Linked DNA regions of Zea mays: all the other regions are linked to region 3. Evidence: chromatin contacts called from public Hi-C data. All regions are on one chromosome and are shown on one strand. The core of a region is the stretch at or near the end of the contact, and the rest is flanking DNA. Distances in the headings are between cores, read along the strand shown.

Region 1 (4,014 bases), core at 860-3,359, 450 kb before region 3:
AACTGATCATAGAATTTCAGTAAAGGACACTTATCAATTAGGTTACAGTTTTCATAAGCCTCCTTGAGGAAGACTGTGCTTCTTGCTCCCTTGTTAGTGATGTAAAAGATGCCATGATTTTTCACTAAACAAAGAAGTAACTTGCATGGAAGCCTGTACTCGTTGTGAAATATGTCTAGCTTATCAGATGTCAATCGTCTCTCCATTGTAAGGCTCAAAATCTCATGCAGAACAGCAATGGCACGCTTTCGAGACTGTGGTGTTGCAGACTCGACTCGTCTAGCATTCAAATAAGGCGAAGGAAATGCCATCTTCTGCCACCTGACAACCTCCTCAAGGTACTTCCGGTTTGGCCTAAATCCTGTTGGATACTTCAACTTGAAAGCAAAAGGACCCAAGACATTTCCATCTTTAGGAATCCCTCTACAGCCTATCTGGAAACCCTCAAAGTTCATTTTTTCTTCTCGTATTGTGACTGCTAGTGAAGAGTCCCAATTCTCCAGACACAAATGGTCCAGTCCCTTCACATCACGGATTGAAAAAAAATCAGGGTACCTTGGAATCATGTTGCTCTTGAAGTTGTTAGGTAAGCCCAGTTCAGACTGGATTAGTTCAATCTTATCCAGAGGAATCTGGCAGTCCATCGACATCATCAGTAACTTCCTAAGGTTTCTCACCAAGATTGGCTCCATTAGCTCTCGCGCTTCAGCCTCTTCACTGGATATCTTTCTGGCCTTCTCCGTAAGTGTGACAGAAATGGGCTCTCGGGAAGCACTTCCACCAGAGACATGGAAGATATTGGGGTGACGCTCGATAAGTGAAAGAAAGTTCCATTTTTGGACAAAACCAACCTCCTTTTCAAGGTCACGCACAAGTAGTGATCCTGTCTTTTGTGCCAAAATGAGGTCACGCAGACGAAGGAGAAGGGCAGGCTTCTTTTGAAGATCCATGGCCCTGTCAAGACCAGGTTCACGGTGATATACCTTCTTCTTGGGTCGGCGTCCATGGCCAGCTGAGAATGAGGACATAGCATTGAGTTGCATAAAGGGAAGGGTTCTGGGAATCAAATATACACGCCGTCCCAATCTTCTTTCCATCATTTATGAAATGAATACCAGGCTATGTAGTCACACCAGGTCCAAGCATTCAGAAGTACATATAAAGAATCGGCACGTTGCACTTTAAATTCTGCAAAAAAAATTAAAATTATATTCTCAGTCATGTAAATAGCCTACCATTTGCATGTCAGGAATCAAACTGCACAGGGGACATCTAATGTAAAAGAGGCCACTGCTTGCTGTCACCACATTCATAGTACCGACTCTCGAAATAAAGCACACAGTGAAATTCAGTTTGGAGAATCCTCACTCAACATGGGGAATTTGAGCTTGTGGCAAGATGGTGTGAATTTCAGTCTTTTTTAGGGGATTGATCCAACACTTCCATTTCAATAGGAAGTCTGCTCCATAGACGTCATATTAAACTCAGTAAAGACAGTGACACAGCTGGCGAATCTGCATGCTTAGGAACAAGATCTAAGTGCTTAAACCATCTAAACTAGGACACATAACCATAGTTAATAGTACTCCCTCCGTTTCAAATTACAAGATATTTTGGCTTTTCTAGATACATTACTTTTACTATGTATATATAAGTACATAGCAAAAACTACTCTCACGAAGGTCTCTGGCCGAAGGTACAAGGTGGTAAAATCAGTTTCTAATTGTTTCAGATCAAAGAGACTGAAATTATCCGGAAGTAGAGATGGCAACGGGGAATTCCCGTCGGCGGTCGAGCCCCCATACCCGTCCCCGTGAAGAGTAACGGGAAAACTGTCCCCCGTCCCCGTCCCCGAGCGGGGATTTTCAACCCACGGGGATCCCCGTACCCGGTACAACACAGCACAATAACAGCATACCGGTAACGGACGGAGGACTGGAGAGCCGATGAGTCGTGGATTGGAGAAGAACCGGCGCCTGGCGAGTGGTGACGGCGAGCAGCGACTGTGTTTCTGCGACGACCGATGGGATCACGCTGACGCCTGACGGGGAGCACAACCGGCGGCCGACACCTGGCGACTGGCGAGGAGGATGACTAGAGGAGAACGGGTGGTGGAGGAGGGAGGGATCGAGCCGAGCGTCCAGGGGCTGGGGTGGCGGCTACAGGAACACGAGTGCAGGACTGGGGGAGCGAGGTGCGTGGGAGACGTCATCCACCTAGGGTTGCAGATTGCTTAGGCTATCCGCAGCGGTCCCCTAAATTTTTTCTCATATATCATTGTTGTGCGTCACATCATCAAAATTTCACCATCTACCTTTTAATCTCTCACAGGGATCCCTCTATACTCCACTACAACTATAAAATATTATTATCTAACTCTATTTATCTTTTATTACTATTTTTAACTATTAAATAGAGGAGCACTGTGCAAGGAGACGCTATAGTGCTTTCTTATCTGGGGGACGTGTGCGGCCTCCCTTGCTGCCGCGCGTAGGGGGCTTTTTGGAGTCGGCCGCTGCGGGCTTAGAGGCCCCCTACGCAAGGGTAGGGGGCACGACGTGGAGGCGCTGCGGCCAGTCTTAGAGCAACTCTAAGAGTGTCTCATAATTGTGCCCATAAATTTAAAAGCGGGTCTGATTTGGAGAAAATAGGACCTAAACTAAGAGCAACTTCAAGAGACTCTATATATCATTTCTAATCTATATGAATAGAGGTTTTTATAAAAAATATTTTCCAACAACTTACTAAATAACTATCCAAATATAGCTATCTTATATTTCTGGTTTCTCGCTAGCCAATTATAAAAAACGTGAATAACTCTCTAGAGCGCAAACAAGATATAGAAAGACTATTGGAGATCAGAAAGATATGGAAAGTGGTTTTAATATAGGGTTTTACATCTGTATCCTTAGTTTTGGCACAGACCTCATTGCTACCCTTAGTTTTCGGACGACCTCAACCATACCCATGCCTCTCTCCTTTCCTCATTCATGCCCTCCCACGTCGTTTCCGTCACTTGCCATCGACTGACGTGTGGACCCAAATTTCTCTTCAGTCGTCTTCCTCTCTATCCGGTCACCTCCCCGATCCCAGATCGACCGACCCGCCGATTCCCCGAACCCCGATTCCTCATTCCTCTCCTCCCTCCCCGAACCCTGATTCCCCATTCCTCTCCTCCCTCCCCGAATCCGAGGTCGGCGCGGTGTCCTGCGGGCGCGGCGGCTGCCTCTGCTGCTCCTCCGTGCCTCCGAGCCCACCGATTCCCCATTCACCTCCTCGAACCCAGGACCTGACGCGACGACCTGCGAATCCCCGAATCCGAGCTCGGCGCGGCGGCCTGCGCAGCGTGCGGACGCGACTGGGCGCGGCGGCTGCCTCTGCTGCTCCTCCGTGACTCCAAGCCCGGCGATTCCCCATTCACCTCCCCGAACCCAGGACCCAACGACCCATTCCTCTCCTCCCTCCCCGAATCCGAGCTCGGCGCGGCGGCCTGCAGCGGCCTACCAGCGAGCGCAGAGCACCGGGCGGACGGATCCGAGAGAGAAGCACACCTGCCTCCTTCCCAACGACGGCGCCGCTCATCCGGTTCCCCGTCGACGCTCGTGGCCCGTGCACTCCCAACGACAGCGCAGCTGCTCTAGCTCCCCTTCAACCTGGTAAATCAGCTTACAGGTACTTTTTTCTTTAAGAAAACAAGAGTACCTTCTTCATAGAAATTAGTCCAAATTAGTTCAGATTCCAACACATCCACGCGGTAAACAGCAGTATGTAACAATTCCTCCTTTTCAAATGGCACTTGTGTTTAGTAGCATGTCGTGTGCGAGCAGCCCCTTCAATGCAGGACATGGATGGCCCAGGTATGGGTCTGTGCTGCTCACCCGCTGCCGCCGAGTGCGAACGTCCAGAGCCACTAGTGAGGCTCATATCGAAAAGGTCAGAGAATGGCAACTTTGGTAGGGAATTCTGAAAGTCGCCTAGAGGGGGGTGAATAGGCAAATCTTAAATTTATAAAGT
Region 2 (4,343 bases), core at 1,641-4,140, 330 kb before region 3:
CAGTCATATTCCCATCATCCCATGGCATGGAAGGACCAAAATGTTTTTAATACAACAGCATCCAGTTCATCATCATCACTTGTAGAACTGGTATAGCATACCTCTTCTTTCAAGAGATTGTGGAGTTCAGCACGGCAATCATCAAGCCTCCTTATGTCTGAACTATCAACAACCCAAACTAATCCATCAGTCTGCTCAAAGTAGTTTCTCCAGTAAGACCTGATTGTCTTCTGTCCTCCAACATCCCATATGTTCAAAGAGTATCTATGATAATCAATAAATTTAAATAGTTAATCAGACCCACCTGCAGTAACATAGAAAAAGCGTGGTTGCCAGATTTGCAATGTCTGGTATTTAGAAAATGACAGGGGCTGCAATCTCCATTGATTGAAAATTGCCTATACTTCTGCTGAACTGAATGTTCCTAAAGTTCAACATTGTTCACTGAAAACCTATACTAGTTTAACACTTCAAATGATGAAAATGCACCTGCAGCAGAACTTTTAGGTAGCTTTGCAAGGAAGCCTCTAAATGCCAACCAGTTTCAGTTTTGCATAAATCGAGATGAAAAACTGGACTCTCAACTTGCTACCAATGCAATTTTTATTTCACTATCACTATTCTACAAACAGAGAAGTAAATTATCCAAATTGTTTGTCTATGATGGCAAAACATGTGATAGCTACAAACAAGAAAGGCCAAGAAAGAATGTTGAATTTCGTCTTCACATCTTTACAAACCCTTTTATCACATAATTTACTTCACACAGTGGTCTACAGTAATATTCCAACCAAGACATTAACAGCAACCAAGTCAGCATATGAAAAAAAAAAATTGGTGGGTTCTCACTGCATTTATCAGATGAACACACACCTAAATGAGTCCATTAGGTTAACCCGACTAAGTTATCAGATGAACACATACCTAAATGAGTCCATTAGGTTATCTCAATTAAGTTGGAAGTGCAGCAGGTTATCAATTCCAAGACACAACTGATGCCACATGACTGGAAAATTTCAACATGCCAACCAGTCTCCATTTTGTATGAATCAAGATGCAAAACTAGATATCAATTTTTATCCCTATCAAAAAAAGGAACTGTTTGTCTGATGCTGAAGCTGTTCATCTGATGGCAGAACATGAGGGATATACAGAAGCATAGTCGAATTTTGGGCTTAATATTTTTAATAGACAATTTGATCACATGATTTACTCTTTGCAGATTGGTCCCACTATAATATGCTGCTTAAGAAATCAACCATAATGCAGTAGACAGGGCGAGAAAAATATGTAGCTATGATTCTTACCATGGTATATCAGGCGTACATGCGCACGAGTCCACTAAACAATTGCAACTAAGATGTAAACTCCAACAGACACTAACAGCATTAAACCACATCAACTAAATCAATGTATAGTCATTACATGTAAATCATGGTGTTCCATTTGGTATTAGCCAGTTAGCCTAACATAAAACTCCACTCTAAATCAAGTAACTATATGTCACTGTGCAAATGCATCGGAGCCAAACTGGACTAAACTAGGCAGTGGAAGGAATGGGGAACATACTTGTGGTACTTGATGGTCTTGATGTTGAATCCAAGGGTTGGGCTAATGATGCTGGTGTCCTCCCCATTGATCTTGAGAACGATGGTTGTCTTCCCCGAGTTGTCCAGGCCACTGAGACAAACACCACAGAACACAGCATAGCATCACCCATCATGAGTCAATGCAGATGCCAGACAATTGAGGAAACCGATGACACAAGCACCAGATCTGAAGGAAACCAAGAACCATGGGGGAACAAGTGCATATGTGATCAAACAGAAAAGGAGGCCAGAGGGAGCCTACACCATGAGGATGCGCATCTCCTTCTCCTTGCGCTTGATCTTGCGGATAATGCTGAGTAGCCCCATGATCAGTGGTGGAGCGTGAGAGGGGAGGGGGGATTCACCAAATCTGATAAAAGATGTATACGACCTTTTGAATCAAGTCAAATTTAATAGGAAAACATCAAAAATCCTGTCATTAAATATATGGTTTCCTTTGACAACAAATTATTGGTCATATATGTTTTGACAATTTCACCCCTTCAGCAAATAGAATCATCTAAGGGTCCCGACTGTTTAACCTCGAACATCTTCAATAATATATTAATTAAAATCTTTAAAAGTGCCATAGTTTTTCACATAACAATTTCATTTTTCACATAACAATTTAACATTAGGGGCAGCGGCAAATTTATAATTTGATTTTTAAGACCCCCATAAAATGTTTTCATCTTCAGCAAATGCAAACAAATCCCGCTCAATATAGCATATCATGCTACTAGTCATCCATTCATCACCTGGCCTCCTATGGCATAATACGGTGTGTGAGTATTGCAATGCCAGCACTAGAAACTAGCCACAGGCATTCATCAAACAAAATGTGATGCAACGACAATCAGTAATCAATTCTCAGTTACTCACTGACTCGCTGTGCAACAAGGGGGCCGAGAGGATGGCCAGCTGGGAGCGACCCCGACACCCTGCGCTGTGCCGGAGGACAAGAGCAGGCACCAGCAGCCCTGCCGTGCTGGCTTGCAGCCGCCGCGACCGGCTGGCAGGGAAGAGCTGGGCAGCGCCTAGCGTCCAGGGGTGAGCAGATCTGTGCGCCCGGCGCCCCAGTAGGGCTACCGGAGGAATAGGAGGCGAGGTCAGCACTTGCCACTCGAAGAAGGATCAAGGAGGACACGACGGGGAGGACGGAGAACAATGGGACAGATCTGCGGGGTCGCCGGTCGGGGCTTCGGCCACTCGGGAGTGGGGGCGAGTCAGGCGAACGCTTGGACAGATCTGCGGGGTCGCCGGTCGGGGCTTCGGCCACTCGGGAGTGGGGGCGAGTCAGGCGAACGCTTCTCTGTCCCCCGATTTTTGCAGTTACTAGTAACGTGTGCGCGCCCTGCGCGCGTAGTAAATATTTTGTTAATATAAATGGTAAAAATATTATATCTTTGTAGGCAAGGAATTTGTATATAGTGCAAGTAATACACCTATGGAATATGCAAAAGTTAAAACAGCTAAATAGATCTATTAGTTGGTTCTGGAACAACGGACGCCTAAAACAAAAGTCTTGTTAGTTAAACTGATTTCTTTTTCAACCTCATTTTCTATATGAAGTTTTAATTGCTATGTATGCGGATGAGCAAAAAAAAATAGAACAAATTATGAATCTATAATGGTTTTTAGAAGGCTAACGTTTAAATTGGTGACACCACGGATGCGGACACGTCCGCCCCACTGCAGCCATATTTACTCTTTGTCAATGAAGTAATTAATTTTCGTTCGAAGCCGCAAGTAACAGGAAAGGGATTTAAATAAGCTAGCACATACACTGATATACATACCTGACCAAACATCTGCTAAAAGAACCATGCCGGGTTTTTTCAGAAACTCTCCAGATCGTTGCAATTATTTACACACCTTAGCATATTTCCAAGAGTCTTGACTCATCGAACCTGCAGTGATGTGCTTAGCTTTAATACATGTCAAGAATATTCATGAAATAGATGCTAAGATTAGACCAAAGTTGTGTTCCTATAATTATAGAATTTAGATAAATAATTGTTCAAGGCATGATAAAACATTCAATATAAGTTCATAGTGTTACTTAATGCAAAATTTAATATAGGCATGAACCAGATCTATCAGAATGTCATGTTAAAATGATAACAATTAAACTAATGTATTTTTGAAGATAATTAAATCAATGTAACACAACTTGGACAAGACATGGACAAACGGATGGGTGAATCCGTTGACCCCGTGCATACAATTTTACATAGAAGAAAAGGCAAAGAGATAGCGTCGCGGTACCACCACCACTATATATATATACCAGCATAATATAAACCCAATCAATCGCTGCTATTAGCGGCAACTGCTGCTGATCGTTCGTGCCTTTCTCCATGTCCACTCCCGAATAAATCCCACAACCAAACACGTCTTGTGCCGATCTGTCCTGTACCGAGAAAAAAGAGAAAACTGAGGACGGTTAGGCAGCTGAATCTGCGGTGCCTTCCCTGGCGTCTTCAAAAAGAGAGAAGAAATAGAATGGAGGTGCCACTAAACCAGCAGCCCCGCTTGCGATTGAGAAAGGCATATGCCCCTCCTCCAGCTGAGGCAGAAAAGGGTGCCGAGATTTCAGGCTACGTGAACACCGCAACGCTTTACCTTGCGACGCGCATTAATCGTACAGAAGAAGCGCCTAGACCCTCTCTGAAGACGTCGCTACAGCTCGCTTCCGAGGTCGCCGTCCCGGCGCCTACCTCGACGAAGCAACCGCCGAGGGCCGGTGCTAGG
Region 3 (4,082 bases), core at 707-3,206:
CATATACCATATAGTTGAGGGACAAGGGAATGGTGTCAGTGTCACAGTTACTATATAGTAACCTCAATAATTTTGTTTAGTGTAATCTCTACAGTTCCATATCATGATACACATTGGATAAGGACACAAGTCCAACATACTGTCAAGCTATGCCAATGAGTTGTGGGGCCTGGTTCAGTGTTTCTACTTGTAATTAACATGAACTGGTGGTATAGATGAAATACGCAGTTGGCTTGTGTCAACTAAGTAGACTTATATGTATATGCATATTATTATACTTTATAATACAGAAAATATTCTGGATTGAAAGGGCAGTATACTCTGGATAAACCTTCAGTAAACACTTTGCAACAAGACAATTTCTCAACCTACTATTGCCAACCCATACATTCAGTAATTACCAAAAAAAAAATCTTGCTACTAACCCACATGCACATAGATATATTCTGACAGCTAAAACTACCTACTTAGACCAAATGGTTTCAGGACTGGCACTTGGGTGATTCCAGTCACCATTCACCAATCACGTTTTTGGTGTGACAGGGGCAAGCAAAACATGTATTCTGCAGGTTGTTATTTCGCCACTACTTGTCAGGATTCAGAAACATATGATCTCTTGAGTAAGATTCTGGAAATTAATATCTGTGTGCAAAACTTCCAAAAAAACACTGACCAATATCAAGATCATGGTGAACCAATATATTATCAATACTAAAGTATAAGGACAGAAAAAATAGCAATTACTTTAGCGACATCAAGTACATCAAATACCCTCAGCACAATTGTACTGTCAATTTCAACATATCATTGCTTCAGTAGCAGTCAGTCTAGTAGAAATCCAGTAATAGTCCAAGTATCTCAGCATTACACAGGTAGACAAATGAGAAATCCTTTTAGTATTGAACAAAAAAATCCATCAATATATATATGGCATTCCTTATAAAAGCAAGTGGACCTCAAACCGAATCCAATCAAACATCAAAAGAACTGGATCAGGATAAGGCTCACATTGTACCACTATCAATTTATCATCATGTTGCAAGAAGCAAAACAATTCCAGAATATTCCAGAATAAGACCACCCTAACCAAAGGGGGGATGACTCCAATCTAATCACACCAAATGAGCATGGGTCACATCAATAGATGAAATTAATCCCAGTTTCTTTCATCACAAGCGAACACTAAGTGATGCTACCGAGTTATTGAAAGCAGTGCATGTGCATACATACTTACAACCGGTTCACTGCACAACCACATAGATCAACAGCGACAAAGACAGTACAGAAATCGTGTGCATGTAGTAGATGAAACGAGATCATCATCACGACCAGATGTGGCGCGGGGGATCTTATTGACACAATGTAAGAACTGGATGAGAAGCAACGCAGAGTAGCGGAGACCAAGTGACCAACCTACCTCGGCCTTGACTGAGGTGGCGCCTCCGTGGTCCGCGACGAGGAGCTGGGAACCCTCGGTGTCGACCATAAGCGTCACGCAGAATCCTCCCTCCTCGTTGAGCCTCCGCACAGAGCGCATGGCGGCACGATGCCACTCCCGGCCACCGTGGCAGAGGTTGATCCGCGCCACGCCCATCCCGCCGCGCGCCAGCGCCGGCAGCGCCTCGACGCAGGCGGGCCCCACCGTGCACACCAGTTTCGTTTTCCGCATCCCCAAGAACCCTTTCTCCCGCAGCTCCGCCTCCGACACCACGTCCATTGTCGCCTCCCCCACCGAGGCGCGGATCGGGTGGCTGGCCCCGTGGCGGTGAGCCGCGGGGGAGGAGACGGCGACTAGGTAGGGCAACGAGCTGGTAGTCCTGGCGGAGGCAGCCATTGGGATTAGGGTTTGCGGAGAATGAGGGAAGAAACGGAGGCCGCGGAGGGAGAGGAGTCAGAGGTGGTGTGCCGGCGGACGCTGCGAGGTGGGGAGCCGGGAGGGAGGCTTGTGCTTTTGTGCAGTTGTGCGAGTAGTTGAGCTGCCCCAAGCTGGAGGACGGCAGCTCGCAGGGTATGACATGTGGTCCGACCTGGCAAGCTGATGCGGTGATGCCTACTGGGCGGCTTGGGTGCTGACGTGTGGGAAATGTGTGCCTAATTTGTTTTTTTCCCCCGCGTTCTGCGGACAACGTGACTCTAGAATGAGAACGAAAAATTCTGAAGATTTCTGTTTATTCGTGTGTGGCAAATTGATCGGTATAGATATTCAATTCAAAACTCAGATTAATGTTTGAAGAAAGAAGATTCGATAAGCATGAGGAAACGAGCATATATGTAATGAAGAATTTTATATAAAGTCTTTTATCTCTACTATATTAAAGCATTTCGTGCGTCGTCCACACGCTCGTCTTTCGATTCACGCGCGACAGCCGTTGGATAAGTCCGCGCTCTTCTCCCTCCATTGACCTCTCTGTTTACTTTGCAGCCCTCTCCCACTCACCGGCCTCCCTCGTTTCCTCCGCCTTCTCTCCCACTCATCGGCCAAATTCAATTGCACCAGGTTCTCCCTCCTTCGACTACGAGCTTCATAAGAGCTGACCGGACGATTGATACAGTCTGCGCCCGCCACAAATGAATGAAATTTTTATATGTACAATATCTTTTGTCGATTATATGAAAAATCATGATCCACGACGACGTTAATAACCTTTAGAGTAAATTCTATTACTATACACGGAACAAAGAAATTTTGGCGGCCAAAGTCGTCAGAAATAAGCAACTTTCAATGATAGTTGGTCTATTTCCAACAGTTGTATGTCCTTGGACAATACTAGTCAGAAATAAGACTACTTTTGACTGTAGACGTCGGAGGTAGTTTATGTGTGGCGAAAACATGTGATTGTCTGATATTACTATGATAGGTCTCATGTCTCCAACAGCAAACGACCATAACAGCGACAAGTGGGTCCCACTAGACTTTTTTTGATGGTCCAGATGGCCCATGGAGTGTCCAATGACTCGGAACCAGCCGTCGAAAATAGATTATCCTCTCAGCCACCGAAAATAAATGAACCAAAACAAAAAAATTGACATTTTTTCTCAATTACCATAATTTTATTTAATATATAGCACATTCATATAATACAATTCAATATGTGTCATATTAGCAATACTTTCATCAAAGCACAGGAATATCATCAAACGCATAAGAATGTCATCACACGCTCAAATAGTTCTACATCATTCAAATACAAGTTCAAGATTCATGAATGAGTTAAAGTCATACAAGTCCTAAAACTTAAACATGCACGGTTGCAACACATAGTGCAAGTACTCAGAAATGCTCATATCACTAATATCCACCACTTGGGTGGTTCGAATTCTGTACACTACCTTCTCCTGGACTATGGCTCATGGAAAGGTTGTTTGCCCACGAAGTCGCGATGTCATCTTGACCAAATTGTTCTCCTGGTGTTGCAATCTACAGAGGAGGGGTTTGAAAATTCTAGAAAACAAATTTTTAGATATTGTAGACTAAGTTTTGCTACACTAATATAATAAGTTTTGCTGAATTATTATACTAAGGTTTGGTACAATGGATTAAGTTTTGTAAAGTATTTTTTGCTATTATAGATTAAGTTATCTATATATACTATACACCAAGTTTTGTAGATTAAATAGGGCTAAAAAGGACGAATGAATGTGTATGATAATACCTGCTATGGAGGAGGCCAAGTAAAGTGTGGAGGAGGTGGAGGCAGTGGTCCGAAAGCTAGAGGTAGCATCCCAAGGGCTATCATCTGGATGTTTGTTTGTTGCGCAAGTTTTGTAGATTAAATAGGGTTAAAAAGGACGAATGAATGTGTATGATAATACCTGTTATGGAGGAGGCCAAGTAAAGTGTGGAGGAGGTGGAGGCAGTGGTCCAAAAGCTAGAGGTAGCATCCCAAGGGCTAGCATCTGGATGTTCGTTTGTTGTGCCACTTGCTATGAATGAGATGCATATCAGTATTTAGGAATTATGAAACATACAAGTTTCTAATTGTTTTAAATAAGATAGTAGTAAAACTTACTTCAAGAAAAGCCTACTGCTACATGAGTAGATATGCATAATATTGATTTTGCTGCATTTGGTGATTACTTTG

The links. A called contact is a pair of places that touch in the nucleus more often than the background predicts.
Region 1: a Hi-C map of endosperm shows a contact between it and region 3, with 2.5 times the contacts expected there. The contact joins the promoter of LOC100279310 here to the promoter of LOC100272951 in region 3. A contact is called at or near these places in 3 of 25 Hi-C or Micro-C datasets (ear, endosperm and tassel).
Region 2: a Hi-C map of tassel shows a contact between it and region 3, with 2.8 times the contacts expected there. The contact joins the promoter of LOC100282799 here to the promoter of LOC100272951 in region 3. A contact is called at or near these places in 4 of 25 Hi-C or Micro-C datasets (ear, endosperm, leaf and 1 more) and 1 of 3 datasets of contacts at active chromatin or transcription factors (leaf).

Annotation. Positions count from the first base shown.
Region 1 is chr1:264,479,596-264,483,609 of Zm-B73-REFERENCE-NAM-5.0, reverse strand. It overlaps LOC100279310 (Ubiquitin carboxyl-terminal hydrolase family protein), which reads right to left and starts at 2,109. Exons shown (of 2, transcript NM_001152331.2): 1 at 1,919-2,109; 2 at 1-1,188. The coding sequence starts at 1,100.
Region 2 is chr1:264,352,397-264,356,739 of Zm-B73-REFERENCE-NAM-5.0, reverse strand. LOC100282799 (ADP-ribosylation factor) reads right to left here and starts at 2,890. Exons shown (of 6, transcript NM_001397643.1): 1 at 2,472-2,890; 2 at 1,852-1,959; 3 at 1,570-1,680; 4 at 102-264. The coding sequence starts at 1,916.
Region 3 is chr1:264,026,474-264,030,555 of Zm-B73-REFERENCE-NAM-5.0, reverse strand. It overlaps LOC100272951, which reads right to left and starts at 1,956. Exons shown (of 7, transcript NM_001152904.1): 1 at 1,418-1,956.